Regions from separate parts of the Sus scrofa genome. Here region 2 is linked to region 1. A link is a contact called in public HiChIP or PLAC-seq data. All regions are on one chromosome and are shown on one strand. The core of a region is the stretch at or near the end of the contact, and the rest is flanking DNA. Distances in the headings are between cores, read along the strand shown.

Region 1 (4,810 bases), core at 1,539-4,038:
TTCTTCTACACTGGTTGGGAAATGGCTCTGAGAGCTTTATCTCAATCTGTAAAGTCCAGTCACATGCATCACACACAGGATGGGACTGTGACTCACAGATAGCTACCCCTATAAGACCAGGGTGGCGACAAATATTTTCATAAAATGCCACTCACTCAATGCCTTGTTAGTAAACTGCAAGTATAAACGCCAAAACACAAGAAGCGGCGCTCTTTGGACTGCCTCCATTTTTAACATATACCCCTTTTAAATATATGCTCACAGAGCTAATCTTTTGTTCCCTACATGCCCCCAGCTCTGATAATTCTGCCTTTATCAGAACTGCTGGCAGTGTGCTAACCCTCACTCACATTCACCAGACCCCTTTCTTCCGCAGCCTCTTCGAGCCCAGGGCCCCAGCCCTTGCAAACGCCACAGTGCAGCCCCTGACAGCTGCCCCGAGCCTCCAAACAGGAACTCTGTCTACAAACTCAAGGGGAAAAAAAAAGAGATAATGCTCATGTTTTTATAAAGAAGACTGGACACGTTTTGCTTTGGCCCCTATAAAAAGCAGAGTGTTCTCGCCCGCTTGACTTCCCCCATCTAGGCCAGACCACCAGACACTCCTGCAAGGCAGCCATTCTCAGATGGAGAGATTCCTCCTCCAGGGGAAGGCATCTGGTCCTGTCTGGAGGTGTTTTTGGTCCTCATAAGTGGGGAAGGGTTACCGGCATGTAGAGTAGAGGCCGGGGATGCTGCCAAAACATTCCACAGTGTACAGAACAGCCGCTGTAACCAAGGATTACCTTGCCCCAAATATTAGTAGCCAGAAAATTATGCAAATAAGTGATTTAATTTTAATTATTTTATTTTACTAGAAAGGTTGAAAATTGCCCAGCCATTCACTTACTTAAACTATCTGTCTGTTAGTGAAGGTCAAGGTAGAGGGTGAAGCTCTGAGCGAGGTGGAGATAACTTCCTGCCACAGATCTGCCCTGAAGCCAAAGTAAGGAGGGACAATTGCATTCATGAGCAACCCCTCAAGCCCACAGGTTTCTGAAGAGCTGGAAGCGTGCCAGGTCAAGTTCTCTACTTTGTTGGTTGTGCCTAACTCATCTGGACCCCCACTCCCAGCCCCACTGGCAGACGCCCGCTAGGGCAGAAGGTCTGGGCTTGTTGCTGGCATGGGCTGCTTCCCACTTCACCGGGAGACCATGACCCCGCACTCCCTGGGAGTGGGAAGTGACAGGAAGGACAAGGGCAAAGGCACTTCCCACGGCCACAGCACAGGAGGGAAAAGCATGGCAGTGGTGGCTGGGGCGGGGGGCTTTTACTGGAAGGGCTCTCCTCTTCTGTTTTAGTTGGGAATTACATATTACATCATTTTCATGTTGAAAAAAATTGTACGCCCTAAGAATGGAATGAAGAGACTCTGGGAAGAACTCCAAGACTCCCTTCGTAAGACCTGAGAAATATATCCTTATAGACCGTCCTCAAGAAGTGGGTGGGAGTGGGCTCCTCTACTGTGCAAATACACTGAAACCAGGAGGCCTCACACGGAAAGGAAACAGGAATCCCTGGGGGGCGGGGAAGGGAAGACAGGGCAGGGCTCACCAAAGGCCCCCAGCATGTGTGTAGGGGTTGCGGGGCGGGGGGTGCTGCTGTGAGCCAGAGCTGAGGTTCTACCTGAGAGCACAGGGCAGGACCAGCAGGACAGCAATCAGTCTAGAGGCACTGATATTGGGGGCGGGAGAGGGTCCATGCAGCCGGGTGTGGGGCTGCCAGAGAAGAGGCCAGTGCTCACAGTGGATGACACAGCGTAAACATCAAAGGTGAGCCTGGGGAGGTGAGCTGCTCAGCTCTGCCCCAAGCCCAGCAGGGCCAAGGATCCTGGCCCATCCCTGCCCCCAGGAATCTCCATCAGGTCTTCCTTCCATTGCAGCACATATGAATCCGTGTGCACATGCAGCTTCCAGGCAAGCCCTATGGGCTCTCCTCTGAGCGGATGGCAGGCTCACAACTGCTATTGTGACCAGATCACTCAGAGGCTCAGCGGCTGACTCCACATTGTGGACAGACTGCTTGGGTCCCCAATTGCCTAGGAGAACCTGGCTCCATGAGGGAAGGGCCCCCCTCCTGTGTTCACCGCTGCACCCTAAGACCTCGAAGCTGAGCACATACCCTGAAAGCAAGCCAGGCACATGGCCAAATGAACTGACACCTCTGATGGTCACCTGCTGGCGGGTAAGTCTTTGTGATTCCAATTCTGCTACATTTATACAGAAGGGTGGGCTGATGTTGTCGTGAGTGGCCTCAGAATAATCTGGAAGAGATGGACACAGCTGAGTTCCTACCAGTGATGAAATAATTATGGGGAACTCAAGTATTTCAAAACTTCAGTCCACTCTGGCCTATGGTTTCCACCCAGAGCAGTGGGCTTTTACACTGCATGATTCTCGGTTCAGGGTCAAAGTGAGACCCACTCCAGCTACTCCCAGGGTATCACCTATAGGCCACCCTGAGGTGCTGCCAGTTGGATTGTTAGTCTTATAACAAACCAAAGAAAGACTGGCCTGTAGGTAAGATTCTCCCCCAGAATCCAGTGTCCAGTTTCGGGTCCCTTTCCTTTTGTAGCAGAAAGTAAATCCAGTCACTGTACTGTCTGTTCCATGTGTGTTAATCTTCTCATCCCAACTAGACCAAGGATTCAAAGGACTGTTTCTCTGGCTTAGCTCTCCATCATGGTGATTCCGGTCCAGCTGACTTCTCACTAAACTATTTGGCAGAGAGCCCATCACATTCTCAGGCCTGGAGCCACTCCCAGCACTTCAAGCCCCATGGTTTTAAAGCAGGGCCCTGCTAAGGCCAGGGGATCTAGACTCTGGCAGGTTCCCAGGCACGGGCAGGGAAAACCATGACCAAAACTCACTACCACAAAGCTCAGGCAGCGGTCGGGGAATGCAGAGACCAGAGCTGATCCTGGCAAGTCTCAGATGAGTCACAGGAAATGACAGGCGATCCAGGAACCACCTTAGAACCATGGAGGTGGGGGGTCGAGGCCAGGTCTAGGTCATCAGCATCGATGAAGGCTAGCAACGAGGCCAGCTACAACAAAACAACCTCAAAGGGAAACACATGCCAAACCTTTCAAACCCTTGGGTCACGCCGAGTGTTCTGGCAGGCGGAGCCAAGCAGAGGGAGCGAAGGGAACAGCCAGAACTCCGGGTTCTCCTCCTTCCCATTCATTGCCATGGCTCTATTGAGTCACAGAGAGGCGGGAAGCCGGGAAGCCTCAGAGGACAGAAGCAAAGGTCCGAAATAAACCTCCCAGAAATCCAGGGCCTGGAAACAACCTCTGTGCATTCTGTCCCGGGCCTGAACACGATGAATAAATTGGGAACATGCCCACTTGGGAAACGCCATGTTCTGGCTCGCTTTCTGTTTTTATCTGAGCCAAAGGCAAACTCTACCAAATGACCCAGAAGCTGACCCAATTGTATGTGTGGTACCCATGGCTCAGGGAAGGGAGGAAACCCAACAGGTAAAAGGAAAAGGCCTTTCCTTAGGTATTTTATAAAAGGCCACCACTCTGTATATTGTAAAAAAAAAAAAAGGGAGGGGGGCTGAATTCCTGCCTGGTGACACTCTCCTTAGCTGCACACATTGCAGAGGGGACATTTCTACTTGTGGGATAAAGCAACTAGCATAGATCAGGAAGCTGGTTAAGAACCCCAGCCCGACTCTTGCTTGCTGTGTAATCTGGGGCAAGTTCTTTCACCTCTCTGGACTTCAGTTTCCAGAACTTTAAAATGACGCTAGACAAGCAATGAGATCCTGTTGTATATCACTGGGAACTATATCTAGTCACTTGTGATGGAGCATGATAGCAGATAATGTGAGAAAAAGAATGTATATAGGTATGTGTGACTGGGTCACCTGGCTGTATAGTAGAAAACTCACAGAACCCTGTAAACCAACTATGATGGAAAAAATAAAAATGAAAAAAGATAATGTGGAATAAACTTGGTAGTTTAGTCTTTATGCATTGAAGAAGCCTGGAAGATCATATATGACAATGCTAATAAGAGTTGTCTTTGGCCTGTAAGATTGTGAATTATTTTTACTTTCTTCTTTGCATGTATTTATAAAGAGAATTAGGAGTTCCTGTCATGGTGCAGTGGAAATGAATCCGACTAGGAACCGGGTTGTGGGTTCAATCCCTGGCCTTACTCAGTGAGTTAAGGATCTGGTGTTATTGTGAGTTGTGGTGTAGGTCACAGACACAGCTTGGATCTGGCGTTGCTGTGGCTGTGGTGTAGGCTGGCAGCTACAGCTCTGATTGGACCCCTAGCCTGGGAACCTCCACATGCCATGGGTACGGCCCTAAAAAAAGACAAAAAATAATAATAATAATAAATAAAGAGAATTAAATACTTTTAGATTCAGGGGGAAAAAATGAGGCTAATAGTATCTACACTTCGTATTTGTTGTGGATTACCGTGGGCATCAGGAGATATTTCATCCAAAAGATATTTGTGAAAAATACCTAAATGCCCAGTTGTCCAGATCCTGGTAATGAACATAAGTATCCAGCATCCGCTAGGGCCTCAGTGAATAGCAGCTGCTGCTACTTCATCCTTCAGCCACCCCTTCTGCAAGGCTGGGGCAGTTAGGCTCCGAGGATCCACCAGCTATGTAAGGTGTTCACAGAGGCCTTGCCCTGCTGAGGGAGAAGTCTTTCCGCTTTTGTGGCTGTACTTCCCTGTCTCCTCACCTAACTCACTGTCACCCAGCCCTGGCCCAGGATGTCACTGTGACTTAGAGCTTAGGG
Region 2 (4,810 bases), core at 1,495-3,994, 85 kb before region 1:
CTACTCAGATACTCTTTGGTGGCTCTATAATTCCCAGTCCTGTTTGTAGTTAGAGGGAAGCTGTGTTCTGGTCAATTTGGTGTGAGCAGAGGTGACAATGTGCCCCTCCTAGAAGAGATAGTTAAACAGTGAGCACCACCCCCTCTCTCTGCTCCCTCGCTATGGCAACCTTGGAAGTTGCAGGAGCAGAGGGCATATAGTTACGAGTTGGGAGAAGGCCCATTGAGCGTGTACAATACTTTCCCAGAATGAAACTAAGTATTGACTATGTCTAGCTACTGAGACTTTGAGGGTCAGCCTGTGGTAGCAACACTTAGCTGTCATTACCCTGATTCAAAACGAAAATTGTGGTTTAAGAAGAGACAGGCCACATGCATTTAAGCGATACCACATGATACCAGCCTTTGCTAGCAGAAGTTGCTTTGAGTCAAGTGTTCTATCCATTCTGCTCAAAGCTTATTTCAATTACGTATTTCCTTTCCTAGTGGGGCGTGGACATATCTTTCAAAAAATCCCTTTTGTTACAAAATGCATTTATTTCAGCCAGATAAAATTCTCCAACTGCATACACAGGCATAGCAGGTCCTTCTTTGATAAATGTCCTGCTTACAAGAGCCATTTCTAATTATTAAAATGCATATCAAACAGACAAGTTTATCTCTCAAAACATAATTTAAATAAATTGCTAAGGTATAAGTGGTAAGTCTGCTCATCAGCACGAGCGGTTCTTCACTGAGTCCAGAGCGGCATGAACACATCGCCCACGACAAGATTCCGCAAGTCAGCAAGCACCTGAGCTCACCTGCTGATTACGCAGATAGTTGTGTTGTGGCAGTGAGCTGCCTAATGGGAGAAGCTAGGTGCAGACAAAGTATGACATATGTAGCATGGAGAGGCATTTCATGGAAGGCAAATGCCATTCATGTAACTTAGGAATGAAAGCTTGGTAAACACAAATCTGTTGTTTATGCTACTGGGTATTGTGGCACCATCTCACTGGGCACTCAATAAATATCTATTAAGTGAAAGTAAGGATAAAAGAATAAGCTGTAGCAGTGGCCTGGGTGCCCACCTGTTAAGAGAGGGCTTTAAGTTGTGAGCTTTATGGATATCAGTTTTTGTTTCTTCAGAGTAAATCATCCTATTTGGAAAGCTCTTCATTTCTTTCTCTGTAAGTTCTTCACAAGCATTTCGAGACTTGCTGCAGACTGCCAGTATTATGGGCTCATGGGCTTATAAAACAGCTTGCAGTGGTCCCTAAAACGTCTAGGTTTGTCTCTTGAAATAAAACGCCTGATTGGCTCAGAAGTTCTGGGATCTAGTTTATTCTTCACACCCTTTCTCCTTTTGGCTCCAACTGTTAATATCTCAAGTCTGAAGGAGCCATGGAAATGCATGGGCTGAGCAGTGAATTTCCTCATGACATCTCATGTCGGTATCAACTCTTTGCCAGCACCGCGATCCCATGGGACTTCAAATAGTTGATCTCTTGAAGTTCCGTCCTTCACAGAGTTCTCCACCTGCCCCCGAAGGTCAGGTTCTTGTTCTAAGGCTGATCCTGGGGACGTGCCCACATAGGAAACTCCTGGAAAATCTCCATCCCCTTTTGATTCTCATACCATCTCTCCCACTCTGCATAAGGTTATGGGTGCAATTCTGGAGAGACAAAGGAAAAGTTTCTAAACTCATCCTGGTTGATCATAGGAAGATGTCCCTCATCAATTGGAGTTAAAACCGGTTCTTCCTTGATGAAGTCAGGGTCAAAATTACTGACGTCTTCTCGGGATTTCTGTCAAAAAGGAAACAAGATAAATTTCAGATTTTAGGCACTTGAGACTCACTCCTCTTCCATGGGATTTAAGCCGTTTCCAGTGAGTTGGGAGAACTGTTCCACAACTCTCCTGGTAGCGTGCGTTATTTACAGTCATGACAATTGATTAGACAGTGCTTTATTACTAATTCTTCTGCACTGTGTACCATTATGGTATTTGGTAACCACCAACTCACTAACCCCACAAAAATCTTGCTGAGCAGGCCGGCCTTAGGCTGGGAAGCTAAGGAATGAATTCAGTCACCTAACGCAGCTGGCTGGTTGGTCCCCCCGCTCCACTGCACTGAGGTACCACTTCGCATCAGGCCTTCCTGAGGGGCATGCAAGTCAGCAGAGGTTGCGTCAATTCACACTTGCCCCACCTGTTGTTTGTACAAAGGTCTATATGCTTGAAGAGATTTTCTTGAAAGGCTTCTTGGAAACACTCAGTTTAGGGAACAAATGCCTCTCACTTTACTCACCAGTCAGATCCATTCTGCCCTGCTGGCAAAGCTCACCCTCCTCCCAGACGAGCTGGCAGGGGGATGCCCATTAAAGGAAGTGGCTTAACCTCTGGGTGTTTGTTAGAGATTAAACTAAGGATGCTTGGAAATGGGTATTTGACATCTTTAAAAACTCATGCCGAAAAGATCTCTGACGTCTCCTATTTGAGTCACTGATCCTTCCCTCTCTGCCTCGTCCTAACCCTTGATGCAATGCTAGCCCCTGCTTGTTTGCCTTCCCACTGTGGTTCTCCTGACCACACTTGAGAAGGAGCTTAGCTCTCAAATGAAGAGTGAGGTGGCCCCCAGGAATGCCAGCCCACTCAGCTGCCTCACTCGGGGACATACCCACAGTGTTCCAGCATTTCCCAGTCAAGGGGACTTGGCCTCTACTGGCCTGAACCCTATGTGGCAATATCTGTCACAGACCCTAGCTCACCAAGGCAGGGAGCCAGGGTCAGGGCAGGGAGGAACATTCAGGGGCTTGGGAAAGGTCCCCTGACTAAGGAGCATGAGGAAATTGGTTATGGAGAATGAATTTCTCAACCCTACTCCTTTGGGGAAATCTGGAAAATTTTAAGGACTCTTAGATCTCAGGAAATCCAACTTAGATTGAGGGAGGATGGGGCCCAGGCAAGTAAGAGGTGGAAATTTGATGGGAAGTAACCCTGGCACATGGAGAAATGGTGCCTTGGGAGCAAGGAGCCCAGCCTCATCCTGGGTGAGGCTGCCTTGCAAAGCATCAGGCTCAACTTCCGGTCTGGTCATTCCACAAGGGACCTGCTAGCTGCTCAGCAGACTTGAGTGGAACACTGTGATGTTTTATGAAAGAAAAAAAAGTCTGTTGTGGTGGTCACGGACACTTACGATTCTGGGTCTGAATGGTGGTTCTACTTGGCGATGGTTTAGTTGGGCCCAGTCGATTTCCTTAAAGAAAGGGTGTCTCAGGATGGCATGCTCACCACCCTGACTCGGGCTGCCCAGGCGCATGGTGGGGTTCTTGGTCATGAACTGAGAGGGAGAGAAAGCAGGTCAGTCATTCAATCCTAGACGATAAGTATGTCATAAGACAGTAGGCATCGGCTCTGGCAGGAGGGCCTGTGTGAGGCTTTCTGGCTGATCTTGCTTAACTAGCTGAATTTTCCATCACGGGTGGCTCAGCCACGATGAGTCATTGGGTAAAGGCGCAATTGCCTGTGTGTATTTATGACCGTCCCCACTGCCATTTCAGACATGGCAACTAAAATAAAACTAAAAGGGTCCAGTTTTCTTTCCTGTAAATACCGTGGTTTTTTTTTTCCCCCTTGAAAGAAAAGAAACTCTTTATAAACTACGGTGCCTTTTCTCCAGCACTGCAGTTGTAGACAGCCGGTGTCTTATGAATGGGGCTACTTTTCAGAACAGCTGTGCCATTTTTCCGAAAGACGCAGTCGGCTCTCTGCCGAGACCGCAGAGAGAAGAGTGAGAGTCGTTATTCTGAAGCTCTGTGTGAGGAAGCCGCAAGGGCGAAAAACTTACAGTTCTGTGTTCAGGCGCCAGGAAAAACAAAGTTGGCCCCTCTTATTTATGCGACAAAGATAGCATAGTTTTGAGTGAGAAGTTTTTTTGTTTTTTTTTGTTTTGTTTTGTTTTGTTTTTTGCTTTAAGATGCTCGCTTCTCTCCTGCCCTTCCATTTGGAAATGTTTCGTGACTGAGACGCTTGCTAACACAGACCAAAAATGAAGAGCACTGCCACACATTCCAGGCATGTGGGTCTGTAAATCCTCTGTATTTCTATACTTTTCTGTGGCTGAGCCCCTTTCAAGATGTTCTAGGCTAAGTCTACTTTCACAAAGGAGTCCTTTACGGGTATTCTGATCATTTCCTGACCAAGTGCCAGTTAGAGGACCATTCACTTTTCATGGCCAGAATGTAATTTTCAGTTTCAACGACACTAAACTAATTTCCCATTAAAAAAAAAATTTTTTTTTTAGTGTTATTTCACCAATATAATTTATTTTCTACTGTACAGCAAGGTGACCCAGTTACACAAACATGTATACATTCTTTTTGCTCCTATTATCATGCTCCATTATAAGTGACTAGACATAGTTTACACAGCAGGATCTCATTGCTAATCCATTCCAAAAGCAATAGTTTGCCTCTATTAACCCCAAGCTCCCAATCCCCTCCACACTCCCTCCCCCTCCCTCTTGGTAACCACAAGTCTTAATTTCCCATTTTTAAGAGAAAATTGCCCTGGGGTGGGTTGGGGGAAACTTTAAAAAACTGACCTTTAAACAAATTTATAATAGCCCCTAAGCACCCCTTTCAAGTCTGAATTATAAACGCAAGACAAAAGTAATTGCGTGTCCATAGAAATGGCTTTGGAGTAGAACTGACAGAATAAATTTATTAAAAAAATCAGGAAGGCGCACACAAGAGAGGGTAGGTTTAGGAGGTGGCCAGCCCTGCCAGGCCAGGTGTCCGAAGCTGCAACACCTCTCAGGTTGCTTC

What was found. HiChIP or PLAC-seq counts read pairs in DNA pulled down with a chosen protein or histone mark.
Region 2: an H3K27ac HiChIP or PLAC-seq map of alveolar macrophages shows a contact between it and region 1, with 4 times the contacts expected there. The contact joins two enhancer-like sites. A contact is called at or near these places in 1 of 5 promoter capture datasets (liver), 12 of 47 Hi-C or Micro-C datasets (alveolar macrophages, brain, embryonic fibroblasts and 5 more) and 2 of 2 datasets of contacts at active chromatin or transcription factors (alveolar macrophages and skeletal muscle).

What each region holds. Positions count from the first base shown.
Region 1 is chr1:190,350,264-190,355,073 of Sscrofa11.1, reverse strand. The region is part of intron 9 of PRKCH (protein kinase C eta type); the gene reads right to left. Among named protein-coding and RNA genes, the nearest start is that of PRKCH, 150 kb to the right of the region's middle. Within about 2 kb of position 2,788, at least 36 of the 83 cell types and tissues checked have an H3K27ac peak or open chromatin away from gene starts, as enhancers often do. A contact at or near this core is called in alveolar macrophages, embryonic fibroblasts, retroperitoneal adipose tissue and 1 more, where this site is marked.
Region 2 is chr1:190,435,140-190,439,949 of Sscrofa11.1, reverse strand. PRKCH (protein kinase C eta type) reads right to left here. Exons shown (of 14, transcript XM_021062478.1): 13 at 3,181-3,324; 14 at 517-1,789. The coding sequence ends at 1,643. Among named protein-coding and RNA genes, the nearest start is that of HIF1A, 190 kb to the left of the region's middle. Within about 2 kb of position 2,744, at least 20 of the 83 cell types and tissues checked have an H3K27ac peak or open chromatin away from gene starts, as enhancers often do. A contact at or near this core is called in alveolar macrophages, embryonic fibroblasts, retroperitoneal adipose tissue and 1 more, where this site is marked.